Linked DNA regions of Mus musculus: region 2 is linked to region 1. The links are chromatin contacts, called in public HiChIP or PLAC-seq maps. All regions are on one chromosome and are shown on one strand. Each heading gives the region's core, a stretch centred on a gene start, on an enhancer-like site or on the middle of the called end of the contact. The rest is flanking DNA. Distances are from core to core; before and after follow the strand shown. Region 1 overlaps Ccdc180 (coiled-coil domain containing 180). Region 2 overlaps Tmod1 (tropomodulin 1).

Evidence for each region. HiChIP or PLAC-seq counts read pairs in DNA pulled down with a chosen protein or histone mark.
Region 2: a FOXA1 HiChIP or PLAC-seq map of pancreatic cancer cells shows a contact between it and region 1. The contact joins two enhancer-like sites. A contact is called at or near these places in 3 of 484 Hi-C or Micro-C datasets (embryonic stem cells, muscle stem cells and nephron progenitors), 2 of 115 datasets of contacts at active chromatin or transcription factors (embryonic stem cells and pancreatic cancer cells) and 1 of 9 other capture datasets (pancreatic islet).

Annotation. Positions count from the first base shown.
Region 1 is chr4:45,945,760-45,952,918 of GRCm38.p6, reverse strand. Ccdc180 (coiled-coil domain containing 180) reads right to left here. Exons shown (of 38, transcript NM_198660.2): 35 at 6,606-6,717; 36 at 4,064-4,169; 37 at 3,334-3,469; 38 at 2,145-2,323. The coding sequence ends at 2,168. Among named protein-coding and RNA genes, the nearest start is that of Tdrd7, 23 kb to the left of the region's middle. Within about 2 kb of position 3,233, at least 120 of the 459 cell types and tissues checked have an H3K27ac peak or open chromatin away from gene starts, as enhancers often do. A contact at or near this core is called in muscle stem cells and pancreatic cancer cells, where this site is marked.
Region 2 is chr4:46,088,614-46,095,772 of GRCm38.p6, reverse strand. Tmod1 (tropomodulin 1) reads right to left here. Exons shown (of 10, transcript NM_021883.2): 5 at 4,838-4,927; 6 at 3,504-3,634; 7 at 1,757-1,864. Among named protein-coding and RNA genes, the nearest start is that of Gm52729, 15 kb to the right of the region's middle. Within about 2 kb of position 3,207, at least 34 of the 459 cell types and tissues checked have an H3K27ac peak or open chromatin away from gene starts, as enhancers often do. A contact at or near this core is called in muscle stem cells and pancreatic cancer cells, where this site is marked.

The DNA of each region.
Region 1 (7,159 bases), core at 1,984-4,483:
ACTCCACCTTCACAGTTATCTGGCAAGGTAGGCCTGGCCCACTATAAAAGGAGCTGCTTGACCCCTCTTCCCTCTCTTACTCTTGCCTCTTTCTCGCTCTCTTGCTCCCCCTCTCTCCGTATTCCCTTCCTCTCTCTCTCTATGTGGTCATGGCCAGCCTCTTCTTCTCTACTCTTTCCCTCTCTCTGCCTCTCTCTGCCTCTACTACCCTCTTAGCTCCCCTTCCCAGACACTCCTCCCTGCAAAAGGTATTTAACCTCGGGCCTCCCTGAGAAAGGGGGGGGGTACAGTTTCACTCATCACAACTCTCCACCATGACAATAAATGCCTTAAAACCACGAACTGCCTCTTCTTATCAGGATCTGCTGTGCTAGAGCAATGGAGCGGGTCTTCCTCTAAAGAGCTGTGCCTAATCTCATGCAGGAGACCTCTCTGCATTCCCAGACATGGTTTCCAACAAGCTGCTGACCTAGCAAGCCAAAGACTCTGCTCCCCACGGAACCAGTCAGAGCTCTCCTCCTGTCCTTTTCCCTTTGGGCCTGGGCCAGAGCCAGACCCTGCTGGCCCCTACTCCGTTCTCAGGTCTTCTGCAACATCAAGCAGTGTCTACAGTATACAAGAGCTAGAACCTGCCATCCCTGGCCTCCATGCAGCCCAAGGACCCACAAGCCCAACTCTAGCAGTTCCTCAGGGACCACAGACTCTCTCTCTCTCTCTCACACACACACACACACACACACACACACACACACACACACACACACGCGCGCGCCCGCGCGCGCGCGCGCCCCCAGAGCAGGGTCCTGCAGCTTATCACAGCCCAACACTCACCTGGCAGTGGCGTGCACACAGTCAAAACTTCCCGAGTCCCGCCTCGCCCATGGACAGACACGGGACACCATTTTAACCCACAAGAGATCTCAGAACCTTGGAAAACAGACAAGCATATTCTATAGACAGCGCCCACCCCATGCCTCTCACTTGACCTGAGAGCTTCAGAGGAGCAAGATACTTAACTGCTACACAATTGGTTTCTTCTGTTGTTGTTTGAACACACGCTGTATGTATGTGTGCATGTGTGTATGCATGTATGCATGTGATATGCATGGATGTATGTATATGCATTTATTGTATATGTGAATGTCAGAGGACTACTTGTGGGAGTCAGTTCTCTCCTTCCACCATATGGATTCCAGGAATCAAACTCCGGTCGTAAGGCAAGCCCTCGTACCTACTGGGTCATCTTACTGGCCTCACACCCATGTTTCCAAGGCTCAGGCATTGGAAGGATCTTGAATGGGAGGCCTTTTCTGCAGACACCATCTCAGCCCTCACCATTGAAGGCTGTGGCCATTTGGAGAAGGTACCTCCCTCCCAAAGCAACAGTTGGTAAGTAACCTCACAACTTTCCCTATTAGCACAGTCTCGTGGGTGGGGGGCAGGAAACAAGGGCAGGCCCATCCTGAGCAAAGATTGTCCCTGGTCTCTGTTGGCAGGTGGGCAAGTGAGTGCTGAGAGGAACATACCTCCCTTAGCCCTGAGCCTTTGAACGTTCATTTCTTTCTCCTCTGCTGAGAAGTTCATGCAGAGGCCCCTTTGAGCATAATCTGAGTATAGGAACTCTCATGCTCTCGCTCTTCTTGTGTGTGTGTGTGTGTGTGTGTGTGTGTGTGTGTGCACGTGCCCACAGTTGCCAGAGTGGGCACTGGGACCTCTGAAGCTGGAATTACAGGTGTCTGGAAGCTGCTTAGTGCTGAGAACCAACTCGGGACCTCTGGAAGAGCAGCAGCTGCTCTTAACCACTGAGCCATCTCTCCAGTCCCAAGGGCAGGCTTTCTTATGGTGGTGTACTCCCACAGTGAGGGCCAGGGCACCCCACCTCACCCCACCCCCTGACACCTCCTGGCATGGCTGCCAGACACTATCTTAGCTGACCTCCAACAAGAGAGTGAAAGGAAGCATCCAGCATGCTTCTGGGTGCTATTTTCTTGGAAGTGCTGGTATCTATTTTAAGTGGTTCGGTCCTGGTACCCCACCAACTGACCCTGCTAACCACGGGTCCCTTTCCTATCTGTCTTCTTTACCAAAGTGCCCTCATTTCTGATAAAACTCTGGTGTATGGGATGGAAAGTTGTAGACAGATGGGCAGAGGAGAGAAATAAAGACTTTATTTGAGTTGCAGAGGAGAACAGGTCGAGTATAGGGTCTGGATGGTGCTAAGGGAGCGTTTCCAGCTTTCCTTCCAGCGCTGAGACTCCAACAGCAGCTTCCTGAAGTGATCCTGGATACCCTTCAGTTCTTTGTCAAACAGTGCCAAGTATTTCTGAAGGGAGGCAAAAGGAAGGCTTGGGAACTCCTGCCTTCACAGACTTGGGGGCTCTGAGCTCTGGGGCCCACAGCAAGCACTGACCCCTGGCCCTCAGGAACAGCCCTGGCCCCACAAGCTGTTTCTCAGGAAGTCATCCCACAGGCTCTCACATAGGTGAGGTTATTCTCTTACCTTACAATGGGAAGGCTGGGACCTATGGTCGCCCAGCTCAAGAGAAACTGAGCGGGGGCAGAGACCTGTGTGTCTCTGGTTCTGGGACCTGAGCATTCCTGACCATTGTCCTGCAGTGGGGCACCCATAGGGGGTTCCTGGCCTCTTCAGAAGGCTGAGCCCTGGGTCTCCACCCCTCACTGAATACAGCGTATAGAGTCTTTCCCTCTGCCTGGGACCTGCAGTAGCAGCTAAGGACACACCAGCACTAGGAACTTCAGGCTTTCCCCTGGGACCAGTGGATATGACTAAGTTTCTCTATGGGCACCAGGAGCAAGGATCTATACATCTTCTGAGCTGGAAGATAGTTCAGGTGGCATTTTAGTGAAGGCTCAGCAGGTCAGTCCTACAGTCTGTCAGTGGGTATCTGGCTCTGCTGTTTGGGAGTGGTGTAAAAAGGCAGGTGTCTTCAGGTATTGTTGCCCTTGCTAGGGGAAATGGGAGAGATTCTCCATCCCTCAGCAGTGGCAGAGAGGGTGTTGCAAGACGCCTCATGTTGAGAACAGGAGGTACCGGTTAGCACCTGGAGGCTGTGGGTGTTCCTGCCATTGTACCCCAGTGGGTACAGCTATGGGCATTGCTATATCTGCCTTGTGCCCAACTTTACTGTCCCTCCCTCCAACAGCCCTTCTCCATGACTAAGTGAGTAATCTCTCAGCTGGATATAGCACAAGGTTCACAGCTTAGTCATCATACTGGTCCTGGGGATGAACATGGCCCTTGCCATGTGCCCTTGAGCCTACAGGAGAGTTGAGATCTGCAGCCCTGGGGGATGCCGGCATGTGCTGACTCACCAGGTAAACGGCATCTCGGGCTTCTATGGCGGCCAAGTGGCCCAGGGTGGTCTTATTGGTGGTTATTGATGGTGTCCTCCGAGTCAGTATCTTGTTCTGAATGGTGATTTCGTTGGGCTTGATGCCTGGCCACTTCCTACAGACAAACAGTGCTTGGCTTTATCTTCTGTCTGTTGAGTTCTTTATGTTCTGTTTCCTATTTCCGTGATGACCTAACTGTGTGTGTGTGTGTGTGTGTGTGTGTAGTGGTGGGGGCCTGCTGTATGAGAAAGGGAAATGCCCCACCCAAGCCTCTTCCCTTTTTCTGGGTCTTGGTTTCCTCACCAAGCTGCCATGCAGGCAGCAGCCATGAACTCCTGGCCCATTTTTCCTAGTATGCTGTAGGAACCTCTGTGGAGAGTACAGTTGGGAGAGTCACTGCCCACAGACCCAGGGCACAGACAGCTGGAGTGGTTCACAGGACTGGCAGCAGCCTGAGAATGCACCTCCCCTCTGACAGGCCTCCTTTTCTTTGTATTCCTTGTGGCCCTGGAACTCTCAGTATGTGCTGGGTGACCCCACCTTTCTCTTCAAACAGCCTCACTCATTTCAGAGATGGAAGCTGAGGGCCAGACATCAGAGACTTTCCAGGGCGACTAAGTCTGTCTGAGTTCAGAGCCTGAGTCCCTCCCCCACACCCCTGCCCTGGACTCAGTGGACATAACCATTCACACCATCCCTAGATTCTCACCTGCTCCCACGTTCAATCAGGGGCTTCTCGCTCTCTTCCTCCAGAGAGAGCATGGCCAGCTTCCTCCGTATGAGGATTGAGACTTTCTGCTTTGGGGGCTCCGACCCTGACAGGAAAGAGGTGCGTTATTAACTGTGACCTCACTTGAGAAGCAGGGACCTGACGTGGTGGTCATATTTAGAGATGAGAGGCCTCACTCTGGAAAGAACAGTCAAGGCTGCTCATGTCTAGCCTGGGGACCCAACTCTGGCATGCTTTCCTGGTGAGGAGAGTGGGCTCTGAGTGCAGAGAGCAGCTGGCAATGTACAAACCCCCCACACACACACACTGTCCGACCGTCCATCTGGCCGTTTGTCCATCTGTCTTTCCAGTGTGGGGCCTCTGCTCCCTGACATCTTCACGAGGCCCCAGTAGTCACCAAACTGAAACCAAGAAGCTAGCTGGATGGGAGCCTATGATGGGAGCCACCAGGAAGTGGAGGCAGGCTGATCTCAGCCATGCTGGGTGCTGTGTTTTATAAACATAAAGAGGAGAAGGAATATGGTTGGTGGATGTGTCATCAGGTGTGGGGGGAGGGGGTGCCTCCACAGGCCCATGCTGAGGCAGCCCTTCCCCCTGAGAGACCAGCCACTTGATGGTATAGTATAGAATAGAGTTTATTCAGGGCATGGGGAGGGGAGTTGAGAGGGTAGTAGAGACAGAGAAAGGCAGAGAGAGAGAGAGAGAGAGAGAGAGAGAGAGCAGAGGAGGAGTAGAGGCTGGCCATGAGCATGTGAAGAGAGAGGGGAGAGGAGAATGGGGGGAGAGGGGGAGCAGGAGCAAGGGGTCAGAGGGAGAGCAAGAAAGCCAGGGAGAGCAGAGGGGGCGAGCAGCCCTTTTTATAGTGAGTCATGCACACCTGGCTGTTGCCAGGTAACTGCGAGGCAGAGCTAACACTATGCCCTGTTATTCCTTGTAGGCGAGGATTGGGAAACACATGAGTCTGGGTTTTGTCTGCTTTTACGACTGACCTGTGAGAGTTCTGTGCACCTCTCAGGGATAGCAGGCCTTTCTCTGACTCACGAGTTGCGAGGAGGAACACTTCGGATGTTTTGTTTCCATATTGAACTTTTTTTCCTCCGTTTTAATTTTGGCCCATAGAAATGCCACCGTCTCCTTTATGTCTTCTGATTCTTATACTATATTCAGGAACAGTGCCCTAGCCCTGAGACTATGAAGATATTCCCTGCCTGGGCTCTATATTCATCTTTACTCTTTGATTCAGCTAGCATTTGCTTGCTCAGCTGAAATACTGTTTTTTGATGAAAATAAGTAAAAAAATCAGTCAGTCCCCCTGTGATGTACATTAAATTAGTAAATTGTCACATGTCCTTTGAGCTCACTAAGAAGCCGGCCCTGGAAGCAGCCCACTCACCCCTCCCCCATTTGAGACCCAAGCCATGTTTGTCTCAAATCATTCTCCAAGGCCCCAAACTCTGTGACACTGGAGGAAAGAGAACGTCCAAACTGCACAAGAACAATGTCCTGAGAACAACTAGAAGACCTCCTACTTCCAACAGAGGTGAGCACCCATAGTAAGAAAGAGGAGCCAGAGGGACCCCATCCATGGGAGAGGCCTCAGTGGAGAACCCCAGGCCCTGGCTTCAAATTCCCTGGATGGCCTGACTGGATGCTGTCAGCATCTGATGCCTCTGTCTGTCGGATGCTGTCAGCACCTGATGCCTCTATCTGTTGCTCTGCTTTTGTACCTGGCGTGGTAACTGGCCTGGTAGAAGCAGAGAGCTTCTAGAGCCACACTGCCTGTCAGCCTGTCTCTCAACCAGTTGAAACAGTGGACCCCAAGTAATAGGAAAATCTTAGAAATCTCATTCTGGGAGAAGGAAAAGGCCTCCGCCAGCGAGGAGCATGTCTCCTGGACAGAGATTTTGTGCAGTCCTGAGAACTTAGACCGCCAGTGGTGGGCTGGGGACCACTTTTACCTGGCGTGGGGAGAGGTGCACACACTTGGCCTTTTATTTAAACTTCAACCCCAACTCAGGGCCCTGAAGATGGATTTGGGGCTTTGCAGGATCTCTTTGTCCCTTTTCTGAGCAAATCTCCTTTTTCTGCTTTTCACTTAGTTTAGTGGCTGACTGAGGACAGGAGGCAAGATCTGACTTGGGGGAACAGATTGTAACTTCCAAGTTTGGTAACGGAAGCCTCAGCTGAGGAGATGCCCTGCCCTGTCCAGGATCACCCATCAGAAGCTCCAGATGAGTGCCTCAGTGGGGCTTCCCCAGCTGGATGTTTTGAGCTCTGTGTGATGATGTTTTGCTATCTGTCTATTGAACTACCTGCAAGCTGCTATTTACCTTGCTACTTTGGCTTGGTATATACTCAAAGCTATGAGTGTGGCTATTGTACATCATTCTGGGGCCAGAACACCGCTCACTGAAGAAAATGCTTTCACCCTGACTGAGGGACAGCAGACACCCCTAAGCCCCAACCCCCGTACGCCTTGTGACCCCTTAGGGCCACGGCCTGAGGCTGATGTGCCACGTACGTGGGACCTGGATGTCATCTATGGTAATCACTTCATCCAGCTGCATCAGAAACCTCTCTGTGAAGGAGGCCAAATTTGATATGAAGAAGCGGGCATACTTCTTGGCAAATTCCTGGAAGAAACAGAGTGAAAATGGACTTCAGAAACAAGCCACTACCAGGCTAGCAGGAGGTGGGTAGAACGACTCCAGGGAGAGCCAACGGGTGAGGCAACCCCAACATCGTGTGAACAGCTGCACTGGTCCTTGGAGCCCAGAGATCTCTCCCAACATCTGATCTGGTTTGAAACTAAGAAAGGATTCGGAGGAGTTAGAGAAACATCCCAGTGGGTTAAGTACTCGCCATCAAAGCATGAAAACCTGAGTTCAATTCCCACACTCACAAAAAGAGCTGGGTACGATGGTATGTGCCCCCACAAATCCCAGCACTGGGGAAGCAGAGACAGGGTTCCTGCGGCTCTCTGGCCTAGTCTAGAGTCCAGGTTTAGTGAGAGACCTTGTCTCATAAAGCAGGGTGACTGTTCTTGAAGAACAACACCCTCCACTGACATCAGCC
Region 2 (7,159 bases), core at 1,958-4,457, 140 kb before region 1:
CTGGCGGGGAGCGGGGGCTGGGGGTGTGTAGATGACAATCGGAGCCTCTGAAGGAAATGAGGTAATTAGCAGCTGGTGGAAACGATGTGTCATGGGGAAAAACGATACCAGCAGCTGAGAGGCCTGAGACACCGTGATCGTTGTGCCAGGGCGTCAGAAGTGATGCCAGGAATGGCTGCCCCATTGTGTTCCCCCAGCTTGCTGAGCCCTGCCAGAGGCTCCACTCCCAGGAAGCCTTCATGCTGACACTATCTCTCCTTCTTTGGCTCCTTCACTCAAGCATGGCTTCTCTCTGACCAATGGTTGTCCCCCAATCGGTGTAAGTGGCCTCTCTGAGCCTCACCAGCAATACCCCCTCTCCCAGGAAAAGCCTGGCCAGCCCATTGACCCTATTTGACAGTCAGTGGACAGGTGTACCAGGCCATGGGCAGGCTGCTAACTGGACAGGCCCTGGAGTCTGGTTGTGCCATGTGCCAGATCCTGTGTGTTGGGTGACAGTAGAGAAACAGAGGGAAGGAGACATGCACCAAGGCAGTCAATGATGGCTCTGGCACCTGGTCTAACAACAGGCCAGAAACATTTCAGCACTTGGTAATAAGTATGCAGGTATGAAGGGCCTGCCACCAGCTGTCGGCCTGGCATGGAGTCCGTGCCCCCAAACCTTCCGTGGCATGGAGCTAAGTGCCAGCACTCCGAGCCTGGTTTCTGAACCATGAACAAGTAGTACATGGGGTTTTGCCAGCTATGTCACTACAGACAGACGCAGGATCCACTGAGGACAGAGAGAGGACATAGGTCTAGACACTCCCACTCTGGCAGTCTGTGGGCTGCCTTTGTCCCCCACTGTGAGCCCACTCAGTTATTTCAAAACGACTAAATGAAACAGTCTTACTTCTTTTAAAATGGTGAAGAGATCTGATTGTTACTCCATTCCCTATCCCCCTGGGAAAGTTAATTCCTGCCTCTCCCCCTGCTCCCAGAGGGAGAACAGCCACACTGTGCTGTGCCATTCTGCTGTCTTCAAGGCCAGACAGATGGGTATGGTCATGAATGTGGGACAGGAGGCTGGCTACAGTCAGATTCCCAGAGTCTAATTCAGGATTATGCATAGATTGTTAAGAAATTTTTACTGGGCATTTCAAAAATGAATGGTTATTTTATAATAAGTACAATTTACTTTGTAACATGGTTTCTTCATTTGTTTGTCGAGAGCCTCATGTAACCCAGGCTGGCCCCAAGCTTCTGATCCTCCTGTCTCCACCTCCCAAATGCGATCACAGACATGCACATCACCATACCTGGCTGACTGGCAGTTATTTTTAGAGACACTGGTAAAGGTAAAACTGGTCCCTTGGATTCATTAATGAGGCCAGTGTTTGAGAGATGGGGAAACTGAGTCCCTGAGAAGGGTCCGAGCTTTGCCTGAATGAGAATGTTGGGTGGAGGAGGACCAGCTGTGGAGGTCAGAGTGACTTTGCTCGATGCCAGGTCTGCTTTTCTCTTTTTGTGTATGACTTTGGACAAGGCCAGTTGCCTAACCTCCCCGGTAGACCCACCTTACCGGGAGCAGGTAGTTGCAAGGATTAGCTCTGGAGTGAACACAGGGCATTGTGTGTGGGCTGTCTCATCTGTCTGTACCCCCTCCTGGCTCCTAGTGAGTCTCCTCCCTCTCCACACAGAACTCCTCTCATCAGTGGGACCAGGCCCGAGTCCCCAGTGACTGACTACACAGCAGAGCAGAGAGGTCAGGACATACAAACGCCACAGGGTCATTGCTGCGGGTCCCCACGATGCTGAACTTCTTCACATAGGAGTTCTCTTTCAGGGCTTCTGCATATGCCTTGAGGGTGGGTATGGGAATATTCTGCAGAGAGAAAGTCAGAAAAGTGAACAGCAGCCTTGCATGGGCTGGGGTGGGGGTGGGGTAGTGACTGCCGGAGAGAGGGGACAGTAGCTCTGTCCCAAATGCTGGCTGGCTCCCTGCTGGGTCCTTGTGAGTCTCTGAATGGGCCATGAGGATGAGGCTCAGAGGATCCTCCAGTACATGGATTGATAAAAGCGCCCCTGAAATGTTCAGACAAAACCCACTCTCTTCCATACAAGGGGAGGCTGGAGAAGAGGCAGCACTCAAGGCCCGGGGCTGGGAGGGATGGTGTATAAATGTTGTGGACTGGGAGAGGGGCGGGGCTGGACCCTGGCTTCCACTTAGTGACTAGCAGAATCTGACATGCAGTGTGACACTGGGGGGACCCTCTTCCCTTCCTTGGGTCTGTTCTGAAAGACAGAATGGAAAGATACACTGACTTCTCTCTGAGACATCTGTCCCAGAGGGTCTCAGCACTGGCTACATGTCTGTGGGTCCCAGGGGCAGTTTATCCTGCGTATGTGCGGGCCAGCCCCAGACCATCACACACAGAACCTCAGAGGCCTGGGCTCTGGTGTATGCTTTTTACTCTCTTGGGTGAAAACCTTATCTATGTCCAACTGTCTCTTGGCACAGAAGGGAAACTGAGGCCTCAGGAGTTCAAGCCCTTGGCCGAGGCCTCTCATTGGGCTTTCACTACTTGTGCCTGCCTGTCTTGAGGCAGTATTAACAGTCCAGGACATACAAGGATTGTGTCAGCATCTCTCACAATGCAGACAATGGAAGCACAGAGAGAAAGAGATGGAGACAGAGAAGCCATGGCTATACTTCCCAGAGCTCTCATTTCAAAGTGTCACCTAAGCCCCCGTGGGAGAAGAACAAGGAGCCAGGTGGAGGAGAAAACTGGGGTGCAGGTTTCCAATCTGATTGTGTTTGGAACTGGCAGCCACTAAGGAAAGCTGAGAAGAAAGGAGGGGGCTGGCTTCTTGTCTTACCCCTCTCATGGCTAATGCCAGGGCCTCAAGCAGAGCAGAGGGGCAGGGAAGAGCAGGCAGCTATACTTGCTTCCACATTCCTCCTGCACCCTGCCCTGGTGGCCACAGAGGAAAGCAGCCACAGAGCTACAGCACACAGCTTGGGTCTTTCTTGGGGGCACCTGCGCCAACATCTCCCTTCCCTGACTGTAAAATAAGTTTGAATATAAGCAAGATCCAGAGGGAACTGTGATGTCTCATGGGGTAGCGGGGTTTGTGATCCCCGAGTCTTTGTAGTACAGGGCTTTGCCAGCCTTGAAGTCCCGTGCTGCAGTGTGGTTCTGACTCATAATTTTATCACAGAGAATCTCTGTGTTTTTTGAACAATGTGGCAGGTGTCCAGATCAAGGCTGGCTTGGCCTGTGGTAGACTTCTGAGCCTGGCATTGTCCTCAGAAAGAAACCAGGACTGAGAGATTTGCCTGTTGACACTAGTCATCCATGAAATGCTCTCCTGATCTAGAAATACCCAGATCTAAATATGCATTTGGACTTGATGATCTATATTGCCTGGACTGCTGGCATCAGTATGCCTAGACAACCCTCCCTCCCCCAAATGAAAACCCTTACCCCCAATACCCATGAAGTAAAATAGCAGGACTTTACCCGGATGTTGTTAAGATTAACCTCTTCTAGTTCTGGGTCATTGTTCTTTATTCGCTCCAGCGTTTCCTCTACGTCTGTTGAATTTGGTTCTTCATCAGGCACAGGCTTGTATTGTGTGGGTTTGATCACACCTTCGGTAAGGAATTAAAAGGAGCTGGCTCACAGAAACATAGGAGTCACTTTCTCCCAACAAAAGGACTCCCTGGGGAGAAGCATTGGTTGAACTCAGGGTATAAGGGAGACAGCGCATTACAGGGGGTACCAGGGGGTACCAAGGGCTGCAATGTGTTGGAAGAAGTCAGGGAGAAATCCAAGAGGTTGGGTTATCCCAGGATGCTGCAGTTCTTACAAGACCTGGAGAGTCTGACTCTCAAGCATTTGTCTGTCCAGGGGGGATGGTATTACCACCAGCTCATTATCTCCAGTGGTCTCCCAGGGGGGTAAGCTGAGGGCCGGGCTGGGAAGAAATGTAGTTCCCTTCCAAGAGGAAGGATCCGTATTCCTTTGTCACCCTCATTTTCCTCTGGTTCCAAACTGTCATCTTAGAACAATGCAGTTGAATAATTGAAACACTATGACATCGGCCCAGGAAAGGCCAGAGGGTCTCAGGGGGACAGAGGAGAGAGAAACTGAAGAGAAAGACAGAGTTCTCAAGAACACACTTTTCAAAGAATATTGTTTGGGGGTGGGGAATAGATAGCTATCAAAAATTTTAACTAAGTGTTTGTCTCACAAGCATGAAGACCTAAGTTCCACTCTTGGAAGCCATGTTTAAAAAGGAAAAGGAATCTTGGTGCAGCAGCCTGTGCCTGTAGTTACAGTACTGGGGAGGTGGGGACAGGGAGATCCCAGGAGCTCACTGGGCAGCCAGTCTAGCCAAGTCAGTGAGTTCTAGGCTGACTGAGAGACGGTCTCAAGAAATAAGGTGGAGAGCAACCAAGGCAGACACTGGCCTTTGGCTTCCACAAGTACACACACACACACACACACACACACACACACTCTAAATGACGTCGAATCTCATCCCGTTGCACAGAAAATATCAATTTTGGGAGGAATAAGACACCTAATATAAGAAGTGAATCTCTAAAACCTTTAGAAGAAAACGTGGCATTGAGATGAAGAAGGCTTTGATAACAAGACAAATACCCAGCAGACTTAAAGGACAAGATGAAGAGATTTTCCTAGGTAAGATGTGCAGTAAGCCAGAGTATCAGAGGCACCGCACTGAGATGCAGGAGGAGGCGCCTCTTTTCCAAGGTGCCCTCTGTTAGCCAGTCTCGGGGCCCTGCAAGGGGAGGGGATGGCAGCCAAGTGGGGCTGTGGATACTCACTGTTGAGCCCCTCCTTGTTCACGATGGAGCTGCTGCCCAAGGCTTGGTAGTACTGCTGGTTGCTCATGAGTGTGTGCATGCCCAGGATAGCTGTGGGGACAAAGGGAGGTCTATGACTCTGCTCCTGCGGTCAGAAATATCTCCCGGGGACCCATCTTCCACATGCTGGGAGCTTTGCTCACAGAAATGGTAAGAAACATGTACACAAAAATGTAAAACTGTGGGTTATCATCATTCTAGCTTTCGTTCATGTGATTCTCAGACACCCAACCTCCCTAGACCTCTCTTTGGTTGTGGCCACAGATTTCCAGATCTCCTTGAGGTCCAATGGGTACACCCACCCAACACAACCCAACAGAATGAGTCTTTTCCAAGGAGGGCATTTCTGTCTTCTACCCTGTCCCTCAGACCCTTTTGACCTCCTGAGGTCTCTCAGGTTGTCCCATCTCCCTTGTCAGTACCTCTGCCCTGGTTGAAAATCTGTTCTTTTCTCACTGCCGTCACCTTACAATGGTCCCATTATAATCTTTCAGTCTTGTGATGTTATCGAAAGTGTTACACGTCAGTAGGAGCTGCATTGTGACTTACATCTTTATCTTTTCTAGGCTGGAGGCATCTGATAAGATACCCAAGATTCTAGATCAGGTCAGTGAACCTGAGCTCAGTCAATCTACCATCACCAGGAGAAAAAAAAACCAACATGGCGGCACCCTCAGTCAGGAGTGCTGTTGTGTTCAGCCAGGCAGTAAGTGCATCTTGATTTATGAGATTTCCAACTTAGGGTGGAACCCATCAGGCCATTGCCCCATTGTTCCTGGAGAGACATCTGCATTAACAGAGCCGTGTTACCATGACTTTAGTTTCTTCCTGCTGTCTACTTCCCAACACTCAGCATAGAACAGCCAGAAAGATCTTTCTGGAGATGCCAACACAGCTTCATGACTACACGCTAATTCTTTCGCTCATTCATTTCTTTGGCATTTGCTGAGCACATTCACTGTGTGCCAGCTCAGAGGAACTGAACTATGAAAGGCAGGAGGTCTGCCCATGTAGTTTACGACCTAGTGGGCGCAAGCAGAGCTGAGCAAGGGCCAATCCAAGCAGAGCTGAGCAAGGGCCAATCGTTAAAGCCCTAATAAGCTCAGGAGGGGGTCAAGTGTCTGAAAGAACATCCTGGAAAAGCACAGCAGGGGGCTTGGGAAGGGAAGGATGATCGATCGATCGATCGTTGGCCAAGTCAAAGGAAGGCAGGAAGAAGGTTGCAGGCGGTGCAGATGGTGGGTGGTGAAGCACAGACGCACACCAGTGGAGTTGGAGGTTGGGAGAGACGGGGAGAGGAACAGGTTGGGTTGGACAGGTGGTGGGACAACAAGGATGACCCCCCCCTCCCAGTAGGACATACGCTGGGCCAGAAAAGACCTTTGGGTCCATGATAATTCCTTAGCATAAATATGCCCTGTTCAATATTTGAGATAAATGATTCCAAACTTGTGGGCCTTTTTCCAGGTCTTGAAATTGAGCCTGGGAGCTTATACCATGCTTGGCAAGGGCTCTAATGCTGAGATATATTCCCAACCCTCTTTTTACATTTTATTTTCAGATAAGATCTCACTCTATTGCCCAGGCTGCCTTTATGTAGCCAAGGCTGCCTTTGAACTTTGATGTTCCTGGCTCAGCCTCCTAAAGAGCTGACATTACAAAGCCTGTTTATTTAAAACTCAAACTCAACTGGATAATCTATATTTTGTTTAACCATCCTATCTCTACAACGTCAAGATTTGATGCAACTCTTTCTCCTCTAGGGAGCCTTCTTAGATTCCTCCCCCTTTCTCTCAGTACCCAGTATTCTTTTTGTTTGTTTGTTTGTTTTTGTTGTTGTTTTTTTCAAGACAGGGTTTCTCTGGATTGCCCTGGCTGTCCTGGAACTCACTCTGTAGACCAGGCTGGCCTCGAATTTAGAAATCCGCCTGCCTCTGCCTCCCGAGTGCCGGGATTAAAGGCGTGCACCACCACGCCCAGCTCCCAGTATTCTTTCTATGCCACAGTGAACCTCAGTACGAAGGTGGTGCCAGGACACCTTTTTTTTTATGCTTTCTCTGCTGGGCTGTGGGCTTCCAGAGGTCAGGGGGGGATATTACTACTCTTCAATCTCCCCTGGACTATAGTAGGCATTTGGTAAATAGTTGGTGATTTGCTTTCTAATTTCCATTTCAGTAGATAAGTTTTTTAGGTAGAGGGATAATAGGACAGGCATTAAAGAAGACATAGGAGTTCAAGTTCTGGTCCTCACTATGTCCTCCTCTGTGCCATCCTCTGTCTGAC